2 separate regions of the Zea mays genome follow, and region 2 is linked to region 1. The links are chromatin contacts, called in public Hi-C maps. All regions are on one chromosome and are shown on one strand. The core of a region is the stretch at or near the end of the contact, and the rest is flanking DNA. Distances in the headings are between cores, read along the strand shown.

The links. A called contact is a pair of places that touch in the nucleus more often than the background predicts.
Region 2: a Hi-C map of ear shows a contact between it and region 1, with 3 times the contacts expected there. The contact joins the promoter of LOC118476712 here to the promoter of LOC100037765 in region 1. A contact is called at or near these places in 12 of 25 Hi-C or Micro-C datasets (bundle sheath, ear, endosperm and 5 more) and 1 of 3 datasets of contacts at active chromatin or transcription factors (leaf).

What each region holds. Positions count from the first base shown.
Region 1 is chr3:154,094,416-154,100,931 of Zm-B73-REFERENCE-NAM-5.0, reverse strand. LOC100037765 (glucan endo-1,3-beta-glucosidase homolog 1) reads right to left here and starts at 1,521. Exons shown (of 2, transcript NM_001112264.2): 1 at 1,382-1,521; 2 at 182-1,291. The coding sequence starts at 1,457. The coding sequence ends at 363. LOC103650765 (probable inactive purple acid phosphatase 16) reads right to left here and starts at 5,365. Exons shown (of 3, transcript XM_008676338.4): 1 at 4,906-5,365; 2 at 4,138-4,823; 3 at 3,446-4,052. The coding sequence starts at 5,164. The coding sequence ends at 3,822.
Region 2 is chr3:154,279,718-154,286,066 of Zm-B73-REFERENCE-NAM-5.0, reverse strand. It overlaps LOC118476712, which reads right to left and starts at 1,458. Exons shown (of 4, transcript XM_035966345.1): 1 at 1,112-1,458; 2 at 902-1,031. The coding sequence starts at 1,283. LOC103650768 (hexokinase-3) reads right to left here. Exons shown (of 9, transcript XM_008676343.4): 2 at 4,628-4,772; 3 at 4,371-4,538; 4 at 3,986-4,060; 5 at 3,306-3,461; 6 at 3,105-3,203; 7 at 2,898-3,025; 8 at 2,305-2,386; 9 at 1,543-2,225. The coding sequence ends at 1,857.

The DNA.
Region 1 (6,516 bases), core at 272-2,771:
CAAACATGTAGGGACTAAAGTTTAGTCCTAGGACTAATTGAAACTAAACATGACCTAAATTTGTGGAATAGAACGAGTAACACGTCCTTAGTTTGGCGATTGTCTTGGCTCTCTTGGAAATATGCATGCTCGCAAAGGAGAAAATTAGGAGGAATTGAAAGCATATATAGAAATAATTGTACTTCTTGTTATTGATCTTTAGGAAATAATCGAAGCAGTTGCCTTACATGAATACACTTTGCATTCTACTGCAGGCAGTTTATTTATTCTACTTTCTCCCGTATGTATGTGTATGTATATATCTATGTGTGTGTATTGCCTTATAAATGTCTTGGAATGGACCTCGGCGTCTTGTTTAGGAATTAGGAGAAATTGATGGGGTACGCCGGCGATTTGTCCGGGTTGAAGAGGCCGAAGTGCCTCTCCGACTCGGCTCCCGTCTTCTGGTCCTCGTTGAACATGGCGAAGATGTAGGTCTCGATGGGGCCAGGGCGCTTGGGCGTGCCCTGGCCGACGTGGTTGATGAGGTTCTGGTTGTAGGTCTGCGCGTTGGCCGCGGTGGCGGCGTCGCCCCCGGCGGACGGCCAGCCGCTCTCGGACACGACGACTGGGACGTTGCCGGCGCCGGCGTTCTGGAGCGCGGAGACGAAGGTGTCGACGAGCGCGTCGAAGAGGTTCTGGTACGCGTTGCTGCCGTCCTGCACGACGGTGCCCGGCGAGGTGAAGAGCGCGTAGCTGAGGTCGATCTGGGCCGGGTTGCCGATGTAGGAGAAGTAGGGGTAGACGTTGCACAGCAGCGGGGCGCCGGTGCTCTGCAGGTACTGCGCGATGGGCGCCATGTAGCCCTGCGAGAAGGTGCCCTGCGACGGCGGGAAGCCCTGGGTGACGTCGCTCTGCACCGCCGTGGACACCTTGATGCTGCCGCCCAGGCCGGCGTTGGCCAGCGCCGCGTTGAGGTTCTTCATGGCGGGAAGGATGCTGCCGGTGTCCCCGCCGGAGGCCTCGTTGCCCACGGCGATGTAGCGGAAGCTGACCGACGGGAACGCCTGCACGTTGCTCTGCACCCAGGCGGCCGCCGCGCTCGGGTCGGAGGCCAGCGAGGCGAGGTCCGTGTTGGGCACGTCCATGATGAGCCCGATGCTGGTGCCGCTCAGCGCGTTCAGCGCGTTGGCGTCCGGGAAGTAGATGCGCATCAGGTTGATGCCGTTGGACTGGTACAGCTGCACCACGTCGCTCGCCGGGGGCAGGTTGTCGCCGTTCACGCCGTAGCACACGCCGATGGATTGGACTCCTGTTTAGTAATAAGGACATTAGTGTCAATAATCATGCATGCATGCACGGATTATGGGTGGATGCGCATGCACGTATAGGTATAGTCTACCTGTAGGAATGGCTGCGAATGCTCCGAGAAGCAATGCCAGCGCATGCATGGAAGCGACGACACCCTGCCTCGCCATCTTGGAAGGATCGGCGGTGGTCAGCTCAGCAGTACCAGCGAGATGAGCACTACTAGTGTAACTGATGCCGTTCTACTGCACTCTGCATGCAATTCACCGAGGCATCGCGGCCATATTTATAGCCAGGTAGAGCTGTAGGCAGTGCAGGCCGTTCCAAGGCGGCCACTATCCAGTTGGGCAGGCCACACGATCATAGCCATCCAGCAAGTCCCCGGCCGGTCGTTGACGATGGATCGGTTCTTGTTTTTTCTCCCCCAAGTTTCCACCACTACGTCTACGTACACAGCCATTTTTCTCTAGTTTCTATACTGCACGTACGTAGTTGGGGATTGGGATACAGCTAGTACGCCATGGCCGTATGCGCGAGGATGGCAACGGCGGTCGCGATCCCGGCTGGCCTAACACACAAACACAAACACGCGGCCCGGCGGCGGCCGGGCGCTGCTGAGATAGATGCATGCGCGGCGAGAAGGTCCTCCGCCGATCGCGGCCTGTGGCGCCGGACGCTGCATGAATAGCACGTAGAATACAAAGGCGCGCGTTGGACGGGCTCGTGGAATTCCTGGCCGAGCTGACCGGACCCCTGCCCCGTTTGGTTAGGGGAGGGATGTCTTGCTATTCTTGAGCCTGATGATCAGCGGGCGTCGGCTCGCGCTCCCCGGCCTGCGATTCGTGAGCCTGCTTCGGGGTCGCGATCGCGCGTGGCGGCGTGGGGACGGGGCATGCCAGCTTCCGTCGCAGCCTTCGCTCTGCGTCCCCATCGGCTTCAGAATTTGGAACCCCTCTTCAGATGTTGGAAGATGGAGAATGGGAGATCATCTGGTTGACTGCGCTGCGTGCGTCCTCGCCTACCTTTGTTTCGGCCCAAGACAAGAGGTGTGAGGAGCACGTGCGAGTCAGCCTCGTGAGGGCGGCCAGGTCCATCCGCTGCAATGCAATGTAATGCGGCCCATTCTCTCTCTCTCTCTCAAATTACAGGATGTTTGGTTTTTAGATAATAGCCAGTTGATCGTGCTTTACTACGGTTGCTACTATTAAAATATTTATTTAAATATAATTATTCTTTAATTCTAAATACTAAGATAAATTTCTGGAGCAGGGGTTATGAGTTTAAGTGCTCGTTCTGCATTATTTTTTGCACAATGTGATAGACAAGTAGCCACACGGGTGGGGTCAGATGCTGGGCAGGCGTAGTAGCTGGTTGCACGGACGCTGGGTGTGGGGTACACAGGGCACAGCGCCGAGGCGGGGCGCGTGGGGCAGGCCGCGGAGGGTGAAGACGTGGTAGCACTAGACGTCCACATTAGGTTCTTAATAGAGTAGTATAAAAATATATATTTTTAGTCCCTCTATTTTATTCTATTTTATTTTAGTTACTAAATTATCCAACACGGAAACTTTCCGAAAATATTACTAATTTAGAAACTAAAATAGAATAAAATAGCTGGACTAAAATTAGTCTCTATAAACCGAACACTCTCTATATCATTCCTTTTATACCCATAATCCATTTTCCAACACAATCTTAGGAAATGTCACACTTGTTCCTTCGACTGTGATTTTATAGTGCAACCAATGAGCATCGTGGTACAAGAGCACTAACAGGTAGTGTGACCTACTCTTTGCACTATTACACCAATCATTCAATATAAAATCACCATCGAACTTCTCCTTGACACCACAAAAGGGTCGCTCAAGCTACAAGCATGATGCCCCAACTTTGAACTCTAGGCAGCAGCACCCACTGCGAGCACGAATTAAGGAGCTCCTCGCCGGATGCACTTTTGTTTTGGAAAAATATTTCAGCTATAACTAGAGCGATAATGGATCATGATTCAAATATATTTTTTACATTAAATTATGGTTCTTAAATAATTTTAGTTTAAAATTATATGGCTGTCATTGACTCTTATTCTGAACTAATATATTATGAGCCATTAGATGACCCTAATCGTTTGTAAGTCTATCAATAAAGTTGTACATGTAGCAACACTTTTTTTGACCTGTTTGGCGGAGAGAAATGGCGGCGAAATAGCATTGTGAAGACGAGCCAAAATTTCTACAAAAACAAGTAAATATTTTAGGTCTAGTTTGAGAGTCTAAAATCCATAGAGAATTGAAGGGGCTAAAATTCTTTCTTTATTTAATTTTAATTTTGAATAAAGAGAGAATTTTAGCCGCTCCAAATTTTCTTCGATTTCGTGGCTTTCAAACTAGCCCTTTAAGAAACTACCGGGGGCCATATACTATGTCCTCCGGTGCTCTTATTTTTGGTGTTGTTATATTTATATACGTTGTTTATATATATAAAGAAATATCCTCTATACTGTACATTGTACAAGAGAATCAAGCAGGCAGATGGATTCAGGAGGTTAGTGTAACGTCGCTGTGCCTGGTCCCGTTCTCCATCCGTATCCATGACACGGCCGAGAATGGCTCCTCCGTGACCTCAAGGATCCTCGCTCCTCTGGGCCAGTCACCGTATCCCCCGTACCCCGTGTGCCGTGCGAAGCACAGCCACAGCTCCTGCTCCCGCTCCTCGCCGTCGTAGGGGCAGCACCAGTCCAGCCCGTGGTTGTGCCCAACAAACACCGCCTGTCATCGATCGATCGATCGAGAGAAGACAGTGTCACCGCCAACAATATTCTGATCCAAGCCAAGCACCTGGACAGTGACGCACCTTCACCGACGACCTCTTGGCGAGCGCATCCATCATGCCCCATTCAGCTGCCTGCGGCGCCACTTCCTCCTCGTTGATGGAGCCGACGCAGGGCTTCCTTATCTCAGACTTGGCCTTCGGAGCTACCTTGGCGTACGCCGTGCTCGGTATGTGCCAGAAGATGAGCTCGGGGATCCTTCCATCTGGATTCAGGAACTGAGACTGGGTGTGGAACCACCTGACCTGCGCGCTGGACACCACCTCGGTGTACGACCCGCCGCCCGAGTCGAGGAAGTACATGAGCAGAGCCGGGTCGTGGTCGTGACCGTCGCCGCGGGCCCGCCGTCCCCGCGAGAGCACCTGCAGGACGTAGTTGGAGACGCCGGGCCACAGCTCCCTGGGCCCGCTGGACGAGTAGGACAGCAGCCGGTTCGCGCCGGTCTCCGCCGCCATGAGGTCCGTCCGGGGAGTCCCACGGAAGCCGCACCCTGATCCTGGACCCGGCGGCCAGCGCAGCGGCGGGACGCCGTCGGGGGAGAACCACTCGGGCGGCCACTCGAAGGCCATGTCGTCGTGGTTGCCGAACACCGTCGCCCACGGCACGCCCCGGCCTCGGGCGGCGGAGACGGCGCGGTCCCAGTACAGGCTCGCGTTCGGGACCGGGAGGTTGTTGGCCGTCACCAGGTCGCCGAGGTACACCACCAAGTCTGAGCGAAGATGCGTTCCGTTTCAGTTCTTTCGGAGGAAAAGGGAAAGGGAGGCAGAAGCAGAGCGTGCGCATGCACGCACCTGGGTTCTCGGCGTCGAGGACGGCGGCCATGACGCGGTCGGACGCGGCGTCCTGCGCGGGCCCCCAGTCCGTCCACGCGTCCTCGCCGTAATGCAGGTCCGCGAACAGGGCCACCTTGAACGCTCCTCCTGGCCCGAACCGCAGCGGCGGTCGCCCCTTGGCGGCCGCGTGCTCCGTCGCCGGCCGCAGCGCGGCCACCACGATCGCCAGTGCGGCGGCGAGCAGGGCGGGCCCGGGGCTGCGCCACCACTTGTGCATCGCGGATTTGCTCGACGGCTTGGGCGGCGTGGTCCTGGGAGCGTCGGGCTTGGCGTGTTCTTGGTCTGGTGAAGCCCCACGCTCGGAGTCGGAGGGAGGTGCGGGATAGTACAGTGGGAGCGAGACGTGACGTGACGGCTGGCCCTGGCGTTGGGAGCACGGGCCGTGGAAGACTGGCAGCTCTTAAAAAAAAAAAGCGGCGGCCGTGAAGCTACGCTTTATCATTTATCAAGCATTGAAGCCCGTCGGCAAACAGGGGAATATGCTGCCGTGTGCCTAAGAATATTACTTTGGCTGCACCATGAAAACAATTCCGCTGCTAGCGAACTTATTATTTGAGTCTATAAAATTAGAAAATCAGAAAAAATGAGTCATATAATTTGGTCGTTCCGTGTAAAACCGCCCAAAATTATATTTAATTAATTCGGATGCGGACATGACATATCACGTTATAACATATTAATAAAAGTCTGAAGACCCAAGTAACATAACATATCATCTAAGTGACATAGTATATCATGTTCGAGGACCGACGTGACTCTAAGTCACGTCGACATCTAGTTTGAGCAAACCCGTTTTTGGATGGACCGCCAAGTTTTAGCATTTGTTTTTCTAGTTTTGTGAGTTCGGAGACCTAAATGATACAACGTGTCAAGTTTGAGGAGCGTTACTGTATTTTACTCTAGAGCACATTTAGCCATGCAGTACATGTATGCTTACATAAATACTTTTTCCTTGACCAACTAACAATTTTACATCAGAAGAGTTTGCCTATCAAGTAGAGCATTATAGCATAAACAATGCTGATGTTGGATTTAAATGGACATGGCTCAAATTAATTTATTAAATTACCCAATTTTAAAATTTTATATTATATTTGTCGGGACCATAATTAGGGGTACCTCCAAGACTCCTAAATCTCAGCTGGTAAACCCAATCAGCACAAAGCTGCAAAGGCCTGATGAGTGCGATTAAGTCAAGGCTCAGTCCACTTAAGGGACACGATCTCGCCTCGCCCGAGCCCAGCCTCGGGCAAGGGCAACCGACCCCGGAGGATTCACGTCTCGCCCGAGGGCCCCCTCAAGCAACGGACACACCTTCGGCTCGCCCGAGGCCCAGTCTTCGCCAAGAAGCAACCTTGGCCAAATCGCCACGACGACCGACCGTATCGCAGGAGCATTTAATGCAAAGGTGGCCTGACACCTTATCCTGACGCGCGCCCTTCAGTCGACAGAGCCAAAGTGACCGCAGTCACTTCGCCGCTCTACTGACCGGCCTGACAAGAGGACAGCGCCGCCTGCGCCACTCCGACTGCTGTGCCACTCGACAGAGTGAGGCTGACAGCAGCCAAG
Region 2 (6,349 bases), core at 209-2,708, 190 kb before region 1:
ACAAGAAATTGTTTTCCCAGTTCAAAGCACAGTTGAGTTGTACATACTATTTACCATTTCAACCAAAGACTCCAAAAAAGTGTCTGAACCACCATCTAGTATCTGCTATAATACGGAGCTTTCCTTTCATTTTCTTCAGATTATACATATATCAATATCTATTGAATTCATGTGCTTCTGAACATTTGATCGATAATATGCCCACCACTTGGCGTTACCTTACTTCAAATATGGACAATACGAAATGCAGATGATTGAGAGAGAACATCTGTGTTTGGTTTTAGTAAAGCTCTTTTGTGTCCCTCTGTTATCATCACCACTTTCCGCACACCTTTGATAGCTGATAGTGATAAGAGACAACCTTTAACAACGAAGATCGTCCTGTAAAACTCGTACGTCAAGGAAATTTCCATAATACCAGATCTTATAACGTCTCATCTGAATCAATGTGCTTTTTCCAGGCTATATTGTTGGCTCAGAATAAAAAAGGAAGGAAAAAAAAAGACTAAGTCTCACTAGTCTTCTTCTCCCGGTTGGTGATGTGTCAGTCCAATCCACGTCAAATTAAAGGTAAGTTGATGTGAGAGTGAGACTAAAATATAAAGTCATTCATGTGAAGTTACTTCTAATTGACCGGATTGTTACCGTCAAGAGAGTCCAATCCACCTTATCCTTCAGATAAACCAAGACGCCGTATCAAACTGTAAACGTCAGAAGGATTCGGCGCTACCCACATCATCAATGCAGACAAAATTCCAAACATGCACAAACAAATTCCTGCTCTGCTATGCTACTGATAGCAAAAGGGCGTCATTCCGCTATATTACCGGATTTGTGGAGATCAAAACGCAACAAACAACCGTTAAGGGTGCGAAATTGCCAAGTGTAGAAGGCACTTCACCTTGCGATTGTATCGTAATATCCTCCGGCCGTGCACCATTCGCAGCAAAATCCGTGCAATCCTTGTTGTAACTGCACGAGCGAAACCTCGATACGATAGGCACAGAAACGAATGGTCGAATAGGGGAGCCCTATCGAACAGAACACATGGATGAGAACGGCAAATGGAGGGTGCAATTATCCGGGAGAAGGAGATCGAGAAGGTGCACACAGGAGAGAGAGAGCTCACGACGTGTCCGGCGGCGGCAGAACGGCGACGGCGACAGAGAGACGGCGGGAGGCGCGAGCGGAGGCAGAGGAGACGGGAGGAGCCGACGTGTGGCTCGGAGCCTTCTGGAAGAAGCCGTCGCGCCTTTTCGAATGGGGCACGCGCCGGGTTCCATGGCAATTGGGTTCCGCCGGCTTTTGCCGTTTGTGGCCCGTGGCCCACGTACGTACTGCCTTGATGGTATGGGCCAATTCTCTTATTGGGCTTCTTTCTAACTACTCAAGGATCCAGTCGTCTCAGCTCATACAGTTTGGTGCTCCCCTGTCTAATCAGACCATCTGATGAATGTTTGATCTCTGATCTCTTAGTAAATGACTCAGTAGATGATCCTTCAACCTCAAGGACCAATGTGATGTCCATTGCTGCGTCCAACATTAGAAAAAAAAAATGGTTATCTCAGCTTGTCATGACTCATGACATTTTGCCATTTTGGTCACAAGATCAGTTCATCAGCAACTCGGACTTACAAAGAATCATAATTCCCTTCCACACTGAAAAAAAAAGGTAAACCTAGTACACAGCAACGCCTACATCCACAAGAGCAAGGCAGAAGAGTGATAAGAGCTTGAGATAGGAGAACAGGTATTTCTCTGCACAAGACCAGATTTTATATATATGAATATAGATATCAAATAATATCCCTTTTTACATTTGCACAGAGGGGCTGTATCACCATCTTCCCTTCTCCCTATATGGAACCTTGCTGTCTATTCGACGAATGTACGGCGGCGAGGAGGGCAGCGCCGGCCCCAGACCCATCCACTGTCACCTCCAGTGTCACCGTCCGCGCCACCTCCTCCCCCAAGATCTCCACCAGGGCTTCATCTAGGTACTCCCTGAACTCCGGGTAGCCCTCATATAGGCCACCCTCGATCGCCACCACCGTCCGCCTCAGCTGCCCTCGCGTTCTCCCGCTTGAGGCAATGCCGCTCCCATCCCGACCCAGCTTTTTCAGTATCCCAACAATGCCAGCGGCGGCTAGGCGGGCAGCTCTCCGGGTGACGATGTCGCAGACTTTGACGACTAGCCTCCGAGTTTTCAGAGGAGTGTCCGGTATCTGCAGCAAAATCACCAAAACTTCAGTACAGGTTGAAGGAACACACATGCTTAACTTCAGGGAGATCGGGAAAGCTGACCTTCAGATGGTCTTGCAATATCCTTCTGACTTCGCTCAGATCTGGTGAATCGTCCTTGCGAATTGCAGCCAGAAGTGGTGTGCTGGAACACAAACAGAAGCATATACTAAAGTATCAGCAATATTTTCTGCGCACAAGCTTTAGTTTAGGTAATCGCCAACGTGATTTTGCCTTTTAGTGTTTGGTTCGACCCAACTAAAGTTTAGTTCCTGTCACATCGAATGTTTGAATGATATTTATGGGTATTAAATATAGTTTAATTATAAAACTAATTACGCAGATGAAGACTAAAATACGAGACGGATTTATTAAACCTAATTAAGCCTATATTTAACACCCAATGACGCATAAACATGAAACATTCTGCAGTAATATGCACAGCTGAGCAGGAAGGTTTCCAACATAGATATGATATGGATCATGTACTTGACATTGGGAAGCATGAATCCAAAGATGCAGAACACAACATAGAGTACTGCATTGGTAGCAAATATAACCCGATACTTGCTACGTTTCCTTTGAAAAAATCTACTTCACCTTTTCCACTACACAAAAAAAAATGGAATAAACAAAACATAGAAAACTTAAGGTACCTCAATGTGAAGGGGGTGGATAGATTATCAGCGGCATCACCAAAGACATCTGATTCTAGAGCCATTCGATGCAGCACCAGCCTTGCAATTTCCCCAAGATAAATCCCAGATATCATTTTTTCAAACCCCTGGATCAATGTCAGATTTGTTCAGTAATACTAACAAAAGGTACAGCTATTCCATAACATACTTTACACAAAGTGTCACCTGATCATTGCGATTTTGCGTCTCATCATCAAGGGAGATGTCATAAGGAGTTCTTGGCAAATGTGATGACCAGAAATTGCCCCATTCCATGTTTACAACCTGATGAATTGAACGATTGAATAAGAACTACATCTTTGTCCACAGGATAAATCGATGATATTGATAATTTGGATACAGAGCAAAGCAGCAAGAGAATAATACCATGCCACCAGAGTTTGTAAGAAGACCCTGACATTTAATAATTGCATCAGTGCGTTCGATATAGCAAGCATTGGTGCCAGCACCGATTATCACAGCAGCCACTGTATCCTCATCGTGATAATGACCTAGAGCTAACGTCCCCACAGTGTCATTCACCTAAGTAGAAATAGAGCTAAGGTAAGTATTTATAAGGTGCTAAAACTAACACACTATTAAAAAGCAATAAGCATAAGAATATGCTAGTTGAGAATATTCTCTTGCTAGCCCAAAGAAATTGCTTGGTGAAGCAAATTTGAGAGACCAAGACTAACAATCTGAAGAGCTTTGATACTACAGGAAAAGCTGGCATCAATAAAAGGTTTAAAAGCGCACAAATAACAGATTTTCCAGGGAATGACACAGCTATCAACTAAATTTAATGAAACATAAAGGCTGCCCAGTTAGCAGATGATCACTGACTCACTGTGCTGTCTTCTCAAAATTAACTAGGCATGGGAATGGGCGCAACGATCATGCTATTCATCCATTGCTTGGTGATGATTTAAGTTTTGGACAAGGGCACCCATATTATAATGCACAGAACACTAAATATATTCCATATTGGCCAATGTGTACCAAATAGAATGAAAAAATAACAAACAAACATTCAAGCACAATTGCAACAGTAGGCAACAACCTACCAGTGCAGTAACTCGCACATTTAGTCCACTCCTAGCAAGAGCTTCATTTAAGCATTGAGCCACATCTTTCCCAACCTGAAATTTCATAATTCATATCAAAAGGCTTCTAAAAATTAGAAGCATACACTTATCACAAAAAAGCAATATACACCAAAACAAAGCATTGTGCGTTTCCTATTATGTACACATGCACTTCTTGGTATAAAACCAATAGCAAATTTATGTGTCCATATCAATTTTCAAGGGCACCGCAAGTTGCATTCTCCAAAATTAATAGTTTATTCTAAAAAAGAACACTAGCGAAGTGACAGTCATTTATCAGCATGATTCATGATTAACTTATCAAATGGCATGTTCTGATCTAGTCTGATGATAAGTCTCTTACCACATCTTCAATCAAAAACCCTTTGGTCCACCTAATTAAGGACCCTGAAGATACTGATGTTTGTCTGACTGGGAAAGAAAATGTGAAACCAAGTGCCCTTTGTTCGTCTTTACCATCTTCTGCTTCTACGAACTCCTTTAGGGTCACGGCAACAAAGTTGAATAACTCCTGAGGTTAAAAAAGAAAAATAAAATCAGAGATTCATACTAAAAGCATATTTATATTAGAAAATGGGAACTATATGGAATAAAAAGCACCTCAATTGTACCCTTAATCAATTCCTCAGGGATGGGAAGCTCGACCTTACGGCGAGTGACCACAGACCCATCACCAACTTCAACTTTCAGCACTCTAAAGTTTGTTCCTCCGAGATCTATGGAATAATATGTGCCTTCTTCATTTCTGTTAAAGGTACACAGTATAACTTGGTGTGGCCATATTGATGAGAAAAGTAAAGCAACAGAAATCACTCCGACACAACCATAGAGAACATTTCATAGAACGTTTTTTTCCCAACAACAATTAACCAGCTTCCCCATAAAAAACCGATTCACAGAAGTCACGCAGAAAATCCGTGTGTCCACATATAAGCAAATCGTGCAAGGCGCCAGTAGCCATTCATGCATGAATTTACAAGCAACGTACGCGAGGAGTTGCCACTATCCAGCCAGTGGTGCGCACAGAAACACGACAAATCACACACTGACACAGTGACAGCTCAAAGTGAATTCCATGGACGCATCTCTTGCGTGTGCTCTTACAGCTAGAGCATTTCATTTGTGAGTGTTCTAACAGCGAGCTAGAGGACACCACCTTGCCAGCTCAAATCCAACTCAATGGACGCGACTCTCTTGTGGTGCTCAAACAGTTAGAGCATCTCATTTGTGAATGCTCTAACAGCTAGCCAGACACCATGCCAGCTCAAATCCAACTCCATGAATGTGGCCCTCTTGTGTGTGTTCCAAAGGCTAGCACATCTCATTTGTGAGAGCTCTGATGGCTAGTGCATCTCATTTGCGAGTGCATTAATGACTAGCTACACCACATCACCAAGCCAGCTCTAATGCGCCACTTCTCCACACCTTTTCGCACAATCTCAAATAAACACAAATGGCACATGCAAACTTATATTGTACAAGGGTCATTGAGTTCCATGGTAAAGTTGGACAGCTCAGCTCATATGGTAAGCTAATGAAAAGCATAATGCAAAAAATGCTTTTCAATACACAATGCTGCACAACCAAATGTCTAAATGCAAAAAATGGCTATATCTCCATCCCAGAAACAGCAGAATAAAATACAAAAAATGTTAACGGGAATTAATTATGGTTGTAAAATTGGGGCTCACAAACCGAGGAAATTGAACACTAACAGCTATGGCCTTGGATGGGCCTAAACAGAAACAGATAGATGCAATATCTGGGAAAGATTCAAAAAAGAGGCAGTGTGGTTTCATGCATTTCCTAATGAGGGTATAATATTCCATAGCAAACATGTAATTGATCAAGATAAATCATTCATATCAAGTTCAATCATACTTGACAAGCACAAGGCGTGAAGGCTATGCAAACCAAGAAGAAAATGCTCCATTCCCGTCACGAAAACAGACAATTTTCACAAGAACAGGCAATGGCTACGAACAAGAAACACAGTGGTGCTAAAATCCAAACATGTGACAGAAGCAAAAGAACAAAAGGCCAACCAAATCAATGTGTATCCCATCTGTCACGCAGGTTGTTCTACTATCATGCTAAGCTGTTGCAAGAGCGGCTACCCAAAACCAAACAATGGACATAGACATATGGTAACAAAACTGTGTGGGCTTGAGGTTTCATTTGGCCTTCAAATTCCGATTGTTTAGCACGGTATTAGCTGGACTGTGAACAGCACAAGCAACCAGCCTTGAACAAGCAACAGTAGAGCATCCCGATGCAGTGGGACACAAACGTTTCTGCATTACGGGTTACGGCTCGACATCA